2 separate regions of the Anas platyrhynchos genome follow, and region 2 is linked to region 1. Evidence: chromatin contacts called from public Hi-C data. All regions are on one chromosome and are shown on one strand. The core of a region is the stretch at or near the end of the contact, and the rest is flanking DNA. Distances in the headings are between cores, read along the strand shown.

The links. Hi-C and Micro-C count contacts between places; a contact is called where the count stands out from the background.
Region 2: a contact with region 1 is called in a Hi-C map of liver, with 2.6 times the contacts expected there. The contact joins two enhancer-like sites. A contact is called at or near these places in 2 of 8 Hi-C or Micro-C datasets (liver and skeletal muscle).

What each region holds. Positions count from the first base shown.
Region 1 is chr16:3,924,247-3,928,081 of IASCAAS_PekinDuck_T2T, forward strand. The region is part of intron 4 of NCOR2 (nuclear receptor corepressor 2); the gene reads right to left. Among named protein-coding and RNA genes, the nearest start is that of NCOR2, 87 kb to the right of the region's middle. Within about 2 kb of position 1,560, at least 7 of the 8 cell types and tissues checked have an H3K27ac peak or open chromatin away from gene starts, as enhancers often do.
Region 2 is chr16:3,984,933-3,988,882 of IASCAAS_PekinDuck_T2T, forward strand. The region is part of intron 1 of NCOR2 (nuclear receptor corepressor 2); the gene reads right to left. Among named protein-coding and RNA genes, the nearest start is that of NCOR2, 26 kb to the right of the region's middle. Within about 2 kb of position 1,764, at least 3 of the 8 cell types and tissues checked have an H3K27ac peak or open chromatin away from gene starts, as enhancers often do.

The sequences.
Region 1 (3,835 bases), core at 310-2,809:
GGAAATCTGCGACACAGAAAGGGGAAGAGACTTACCCGGTGACCAGCGGCCTGCCAGGGCGGATGGCAGCGAGGTTCGGGTTTCCTGCACCCAGCCCCGTAGCCGTGATCCCACAGGGCTCCCCGGCAGCACGGCCCTGCCGGAGCAACGGGCTCCGAGAAGTGCAGCCAGCCAGCCTGGCGAGGGGACTACATGCAGATCACGCCTGACTCACATCCTATAGGAAGAGCAGCAAGCCACATACGTGGTAGAAAAGCAGTCTCAGAAATGGGAAGAGCAAGTGGAAGCGTAGAGGGAATAAAAAGAGGTGGAAGAGAAGGGAAGAAGCAGGACTGGCCCCCGGCTCTGCAGAGCAGCGAGCAGGCTCTGCGCGGCCAGGCGCAGCATGCGGAGCCGGGGCAGCACCGCCCGCAGCACCAGCACGCGCGGATGCACAGAGACAGGGCATCACGCAGACACACGGCTGGCCTGCTGGGGAGCAGCCGGCTCTGTTCTTATCTGGCGTTACGTGACAAAGGTCCGTGGCTTTGTTGGAGAATATGCAGACGCCACCGAGGGTCCTGGGAGCCAGCTCCAGCACCTCTGCCAAGAGCACGGCCGGCAAATCCGCGGCACGGCAGCTCTTCGGCAAGCTCTCAGTGATAGAAAAAGCAATTCTGCTTTACTTGTGCCTGGCTATTCTCAGCTAGCTCAAGGGAGCACCTATTCAGAGGCAACATCAGCCTATGCTAAGGTGGAAGGCATGGGGGGGATTTCATTTCTCGTCCCCCCACGCAGCCTGAGCTCACCTGGCTCCATCCAGCAGCAGCAGCACCGGGCTCCGTGCCCTGCAGCAACGTGACAGCCACCTCGCCTCCAGGGAAAGAGATGCTCAAGTGGGGAAAAGCAGGCAGGAAGACAGCCTTCTGATTCTGGCTTGAAAAGAAATACGAGTGCTCAAGGATATGAGCAAACCAAGGTTCACACGAGCAGGTAATGTCTTTCTGCTACAACTGCGACTTCGCTGTAAAGCTGCTGCTTTTGAGAGGCTCACTGCCCAAAGCACGCCTGTTTTCTCCAGACGTACGGAGCTGATCTAATAACAGACATTGCCTTCGCCTTACGAACCCATCCTTACTGCTGCTGTTATCCACAGCGGGGTAAAAGGGGCCTGGCTGTATTTGGGAAAGAGACAGATGAGGAAGTGATGAATAAAAGCCATAAAGGGTCTACTTCTTTTCTGGGGGTGTTAATGGGAAAAACTCCAGAATCTGTTACCAGGATTTGCCACGTCAATTACTTTGTTAGTGTTCACAGCACAGCTCATGGCCTAAACCAACGGCCGAGGCCGGTAAGCCCAAAAAAAAAAGGCAGAAACCCCCCATAAAAACGGTGCTGGCTGGGGAGCGCTCTGCTGGGCAACATTTAGCTCCATCCCTAAAACCACCACAAAGAGCACTCCTGGCACCGAGGAACAAACGGAGCTCCTCACAACGCCGTGACTGCAGCACCGTGGAATGGGGTGAGGGGTAAGCGGATGACTCCTAGGACACTGTTTAAGTAAGCACCAGTGTGTTTGGTAATACTCGCCTCACGTGGTGCGTTTTACCCCAAGAGCTCAAACAGTTTGCAAAGCTGCCCTAGATAAAGAATCGACTGCCTCCGTCACGCACTGAGTCAGCAGCGGAGGCAGGAATAGCACCTCTCTCTCTCTCTCTCTGTTCCAGGCTGCATGCTCCCATCTCTGATCCAGGCATCCTGCATCTGCTCCGACCACCGTGCAGCTCGCAGGGCTGTGCCAGCCCTCCAGCAACACCCCGTGCCCACAGGGAGGGAGCGAAGCTCATGGAAGGACCCCGAGAGCAGGTGGATGGGATGAGAGAGCAGGGAGATGAAGGTGCTGCTAGAAGCAAAGCGAGGCCCAGCGTCTGCTGGAGGAGGCAGAGTAGCTGCTGGAAGGGAGGCACCGTGCTGCCTCGTTTTAGGAGGTCACACAGACACGCAGAGCGACTAATAGCAGTGATGGAGACCTGCGCAGCTGCTCATCAGGTCCTTATCAGCTATTGCTGCTGCTGGCTGAGCACGGAGGCAAAAAGGAGATTTAGACGTGTAAACAGCCCAGATATGCACGCGTCCAGAGCTCACGGCCAAGGATCGGTCCCAGTTCTCAACCCTTCCCCTGGACGAGCACACCGAGAACACGTCCCTCAAACAGGCTCAGAGTGATGCACGGATTAACTGCATGAGCTTTATCACAACCCTCATGTCCACAAGCAGTTTGTAAGGATGGCTGCTCAGTAATGAAGCCAGAAGACTGCTAATAACCCAACTTCCAAAGCTGCGAAGGCAGCGAGACCTTCCGAGGGGTGGTCCTGCACCCCAGGCTTGCCTGCTGCTCCCAGCCACTTAACAGCACCGAGATCAGCCTGGTCTCACAGCATCCACAGTTAAACTCACTCTGGAAACAGCCCTGCCAGTTCCGAGCTCCACTCAGACGCTTCCCAATCATTTTTTCCTCTTCCCAGACTTAGAAATTACAAATGACTCCGCTAAAAGCATAATCTTGTCCTGCTGAATTGTCTCGCCCAGCTTTCTCTCTCTCTTTCATTAACAAATGTTTTAAGCCCCATAAAATGCATGTAATTCTTGGAAATGTGTCACAGACCAAGAAGTAAATGCAGCCCCTCAACTCGGCAACTAATGCCTCAAGAGTGGCTTTGCCTATTAGGAACAAATAGCTGAGACAATACGTGGTTTTCCGGTGAGAAGCAGCACAGAACTGCTGATGGAAATAATGTGCAGACAGAAAAGCTGTCCTGGTTTCCTCACGTCTTTGGAGAGAGGATATTTTTTTGTCTCATGGCCAACAGTTTATTCTCCCCATCAGCCACCCAGCCCAGCATCCGCAGAGAACGCTCCCCGGTTCAGCGCCACCGCGGTGCGGCTCGCGGCGAGGGGCAGCAGGCTCCCAGCTGGGCTCGGCACCGCCTCATCAAGATGCAGCTCCGAGGGAGCAGCAAAAACGGAACGGAAAAGGGCCACGGCCCCTCAGAGGCATCTTTTCCAAGGCAACACGCTATCGAGAGCGAAAGGAGGGAGAGCTGAAGTGTCTGGTGCGTTTTTCATTTCGCGGTTCAAACGCGGCTCTTCGGCGGCAGCAGCTCGGCCACCGCAGCCTTCTCCTCCGAGGAATCTGCCCACACCTCCCTCAGAATCCGAATCGCCCCTATTTTCCCCAGGTTAAACCTCCTTCTCACTCAGGACAGCCTCACATCATGCCCACCAACCCCGTTAGGGGAGAAGTCTGAATATCCTGGCACTGCCAAGCAGAGCTGCGTGCCCACAGGTTACTGCAGCAGCTCCCGCGGTGATACAGGAAAACATCCCTCTCACCCTGGGTAAGGCTGCCAGCCTCCCTTCCCTTTTACTCAGAAAGCCCCAAAACCCAGCCTGCAGCTGCATTAATCCCCAGTGCCCACGGTGCTGGAGCCCCAGGGCAGCACCTTCCTGCCAGCCATGAACACATCTGAGCTCAGGGCAAAGCCAAAGCCAACTTACCCCGACAGCACACAGCTAAATCCGAACAGACACCCGAGCACGAGATTTTTCTTTGTACTATTCATCACACATGCAGAGGAGACAATTGCACGTAAACAATTTGCTGTGTTACATGAGACTAAGGCAAGGGAGGCTTTCCTGGGGAAGATTATATTAAGGAACCACCAGCAACCAATTCCAGCCCTTCAAACACCAATATTAAATAAAAGAGATGTGATAAATGAGAAAGGTCAAATAAAAATCAAATCAAGGCACAGCATCCAGAAAAGCCGGACACGACCAACCCTAATTCAGCCAA
Region 2 (3,950 bases), core at 514-3,013, 61 kb after region 1:
CAGACCCAACAAACCTCCGCGGGGCCTGGCTGGGCTCGCTTTCACCACGAGCAAATCAATAGCTTCCCTCTATCTGCTCACGGGGGGAGGAGAAGGGGCCATTTCTTCTTTCCCAGCCAAGACATCTGCACAAGGCATCCAATGTGCCGTGAGCCAGGACCCCTAACGGGGAGAGCTGAAAGGAGCTGAAAGAGCCCTTTGGCACGGCGCAGCTGCCTCCTGCCCTCCCCGCTGCTGGCACTGCCAGAGCCTTTCATGGGGAAGGTTTTCGACCCCAAAACAGCCCCCCCGTGACCACCGGCAGCCCGGTGCTGGGTGCTGCTGGTTCGTGGGTGAGGTGGAAGAGGAAAACCGCCCCAAAATGCTGTAGGTAGGACACAAGGCTCCCACTCTGCCCAGGCAGAGCTGCTTGCTCGTGCCATGGAGCAGAAAAAAGGAGGCTCAGAGGCACTGAGGAGGAGGTGGATAGGAAGGAAAGGCAGGCCTGGCATTCAGGAGTCCCTGCTCGGGGAGGGGAGACGGCTTCACAAGTCCAGTCACCGGCCAGATGGAGAAAGCAGAGGGTTAGGCTCCACGCAACCCCGTGTTACAGCAGAGCTGTGTCAGTCAGACCAGGCTCTGCCTCGTTATCCGTCATGTTTACAGCACACGTGAAGGGTTTCTGAAGAGCAGATGCTTTTCAAGTTTAATAACTCAGCCATTTAGAACCGCGCAGTGAAAACCCCGCAGTGAAAACCCCGCACACGGAAAGGAACGCATGCAAAACAGCAGCCTTTTTTGTTGGTTTTCAACTTTCCTTTAAACAAACTACCAAGAATACCAAAAATATTTGGTTTTGAAGAACGCCAGGCGAGGAGGATGTCTAGAAGATTGAAAGCACAGAGAAGGAAAAACAAACACGAGGCGACCCTCAGACAGATCCTTGTGGGACAGCTTCCGAAAGCCACATGAATCAGGAGCGCAGGCTTCCCTCGAACAGCATCAATGGGCTGCGTCACCAGGGCTCCATCTCTGCCGCAGATCAAATGCCAGCCGAGCAGGAAGCAGCTGACACTCGGCTCAGCCCGATGACACACCGTGCCCTTTCCATTAAGGGGCTCCTCTGCTACAAGCAAACTCACGTCAGCGTTTTCTGTCCCTTGAAGGAGAAAGGCGAAGCTGGCATTTGTGCCTGCTGCTGTCCAGCCAGAGCTAGCGGGTCCCTGGATGCCTATACCCTCTCTGCAAGGATGCTGAGCAGCACCAGCACAGAATGGAAAGCCACAAAATACCCGATGGCTCGTCTTGGCTCCGGTACCATCTCCCTGTGTCAACTGGAACGCGCCGCTTCAGGTCTCCAAGCCTCAATTTCCCCGTCTATGAAAAAACAGCGAGCGAAACTTCACCGCTCAAAGAGTCAAATGGAAAACACCTGTAGAAGAGACTTCCCAAGCATAACGCGCGCTCTTTGTACTTGTTATGATCAGGGTTTGGGCTGGGAATTGTTCAGGGCATGAACTACCTGTGCCGGGGGCTGAGAGCAGGGCAGCGTGCTGGTAGCACTCGGGGCTCAGCATTATCCACACACCCACCTCATCACCGCACTCACTTGCACCACGAGTGGCTGCTCTCCGTTTACTCTCCCATAACCACACGAGCGTGGCGTTCAGAGCGCTGCGTTATCGCTACAGAGAAATTACTGTAGGGGACAAATTAATTACGTATGCAAAGCAGGCTGAGAATAGGCAGCAGCGCACTGTACCGCCGCGCTGTTAAACAAAGCCTCCAAGAGAACTTCCCTCGCGCGGAGGATTACAGATCCTACCCATAAAAGGCTCAAGTGTCCCTGCTTTATCTTCATTCCGTTTAAAAGGAAACAGACTTCCCTGAAAACCCGATATAAACACGCCTTTGCAGAGCGAATGCAAACAGATTAACGCACGCATCGGCAGCAGGCTGGAGGGGAGGCACAGACACATTCCTCCCGCTGCCTACACGCTCCGAGATCCTTCTCAGAACATTACAGAGCCTCATTAGCTAATGAACAACCCGGGTCCGTCGTCACACAACCCTCCTGCCTTGGTTTACAAACCCACCCCCAGGATTTTGGGGGCAGGATGCTCCTTGCTCCTCCGGAGCACGCACACGAGCGCGCCACGGCTCCGGCTCAGCGCTCGGCCGGCAGCTCCTGAGTCCCAGGGGAGCAGAGCTCCAGGTCTCAGCAGCCCGTGAAGCGTCTGTGCAGGCAGAAACCACCATAAATTGTTGGGTTTTTAAGTGCGTAGCACCGGCTGAGGGCTTTAACAAGCATCTACCAAAACGCTGCCCTGTCAAGTCCGGGAGCGTCAGCATTAAATCCTGGAAGCAGCCAAGACAGAAATGGCTCCAGAGGCAGACAAACGTGTCTCAGCGTTTTTCCCCGGCCTCACCCTTCTCCGTTAGCCAGCGCCTGTTTGCTTTTGCTTCTAAGCTTCACTCCCCTGCACAAAACCATCTGCTCCGGGAGGTATTTGCTCAGCCCACAAGTTTTCTGCATTTTTTCTGCAGGGCCCGCGAGTCGGGCGTTCCCAGCCCGGAGGCCCAGGCAATGAAAAATGACCTCGTTCCCGGCCTCCTCGGCAGCCCTGGCAGCCCTCACACACCCGGTCACCCGGGGAGGCCGTCTCACCGCGGTCGTCTCCTCCAGCACCCGGCTCCTGCTGCCTTTGCCAGGTTCCCCTTTTGGAGAAAAACGCCGGGATTCAGCCTGGACCTCGGGTGGGAAGTTCTGCCCGGTAGGAGAGGCAAATGGATCCTGGAACGGAGCAGGTGGGCTCTGCAGCAAGGGAAAAAGCCAAGTGATCTGAGCACGGTGGGGACAGATTTGCAAGGAACAGCACCCCAAATGAGAGCCCTTCACATCTCCAGTGGGCCAAGCTGCACCACCACAGCTCGGGGCAGAGCTGCGGGTGCATACGGCCTCTGCCCGTGGCCAAAATAAATCAGCAGGTGCATCACGGGGTGTCAGATACAGCCTCTCCTCCAGCCGAGGACCAGCGCAGGCATCGGGGATGCTGTGGAGGACCAGGGGGTGTCAGAGCCCAGAGGGATGTGGCCTCCTCCTCCTCCCCCAGGGCCGGAGACACCCACAGCCCCGCGTCTTTGAAGGCGTGCTCTGAGAGCACAACCAGCTGGGAAGCCGCAGCACAGCTCTCAAAGCTTTCCTGACAGCCAAAGAGACTCTGCCCCGGGTCATGCTTTGTAGGGAGGCCAGCTCTGAAACCTGGCCCGTTTCAAGTCAGCTTTTATATAACCAGCTTGCTTCTGCAGGAGAGGTTTACACCACGCCCATCACCACGTTCCCTGGGTTCGTGCGCTCAGCCTCTTTCAACACAGGCCTTTTTTTCCCTTTTCCCAAGGCCTCTTACACCCACGTCTTCCAACTGCTTGCTGCAGCTACGGAGAGCCACGTCGGACCTAATGCACTGCCCAGCTCCTGCTTGGCCCGGCCCCAAGCCCCAGCAGCCCTCGGCAGGCTCTGGATGCAACTCCAACACGGCGAGGAGCGCTCCAGTTCAAAGCCCAAGGGACGCAAACAGGATCTCCAGTCGAGCAGGATTTGGTGGATGGAGGTTATTAGCGCATTACAAATAGAACAGAAATTCAGGAAGCAGTTATCTCCAGAAAAGAAAGATTCATTTCCTTATGATGCTTGCAAATCACGCTGCTAACTTCAGATCGGAAGAGCTTGCGCTCGGTAGAATGAAATTAAGCATGTTGGATCACACAGGACACCTGAGTGGATAATAGCAGAAAATTAATGGAAGGATATGTGCCTCGGGCAGAGGGCTGGAAGACCAGCGAGAGAGCTGCGCACAACTAAACTTCATCATGATAAATGGAGCCCACTGAACACGCCGCAAACGCAGAAATGCGGTGATTAGACGAACACCGGAGGTTCAACGTCTTAAAACATTAATTTGTATTCTCCA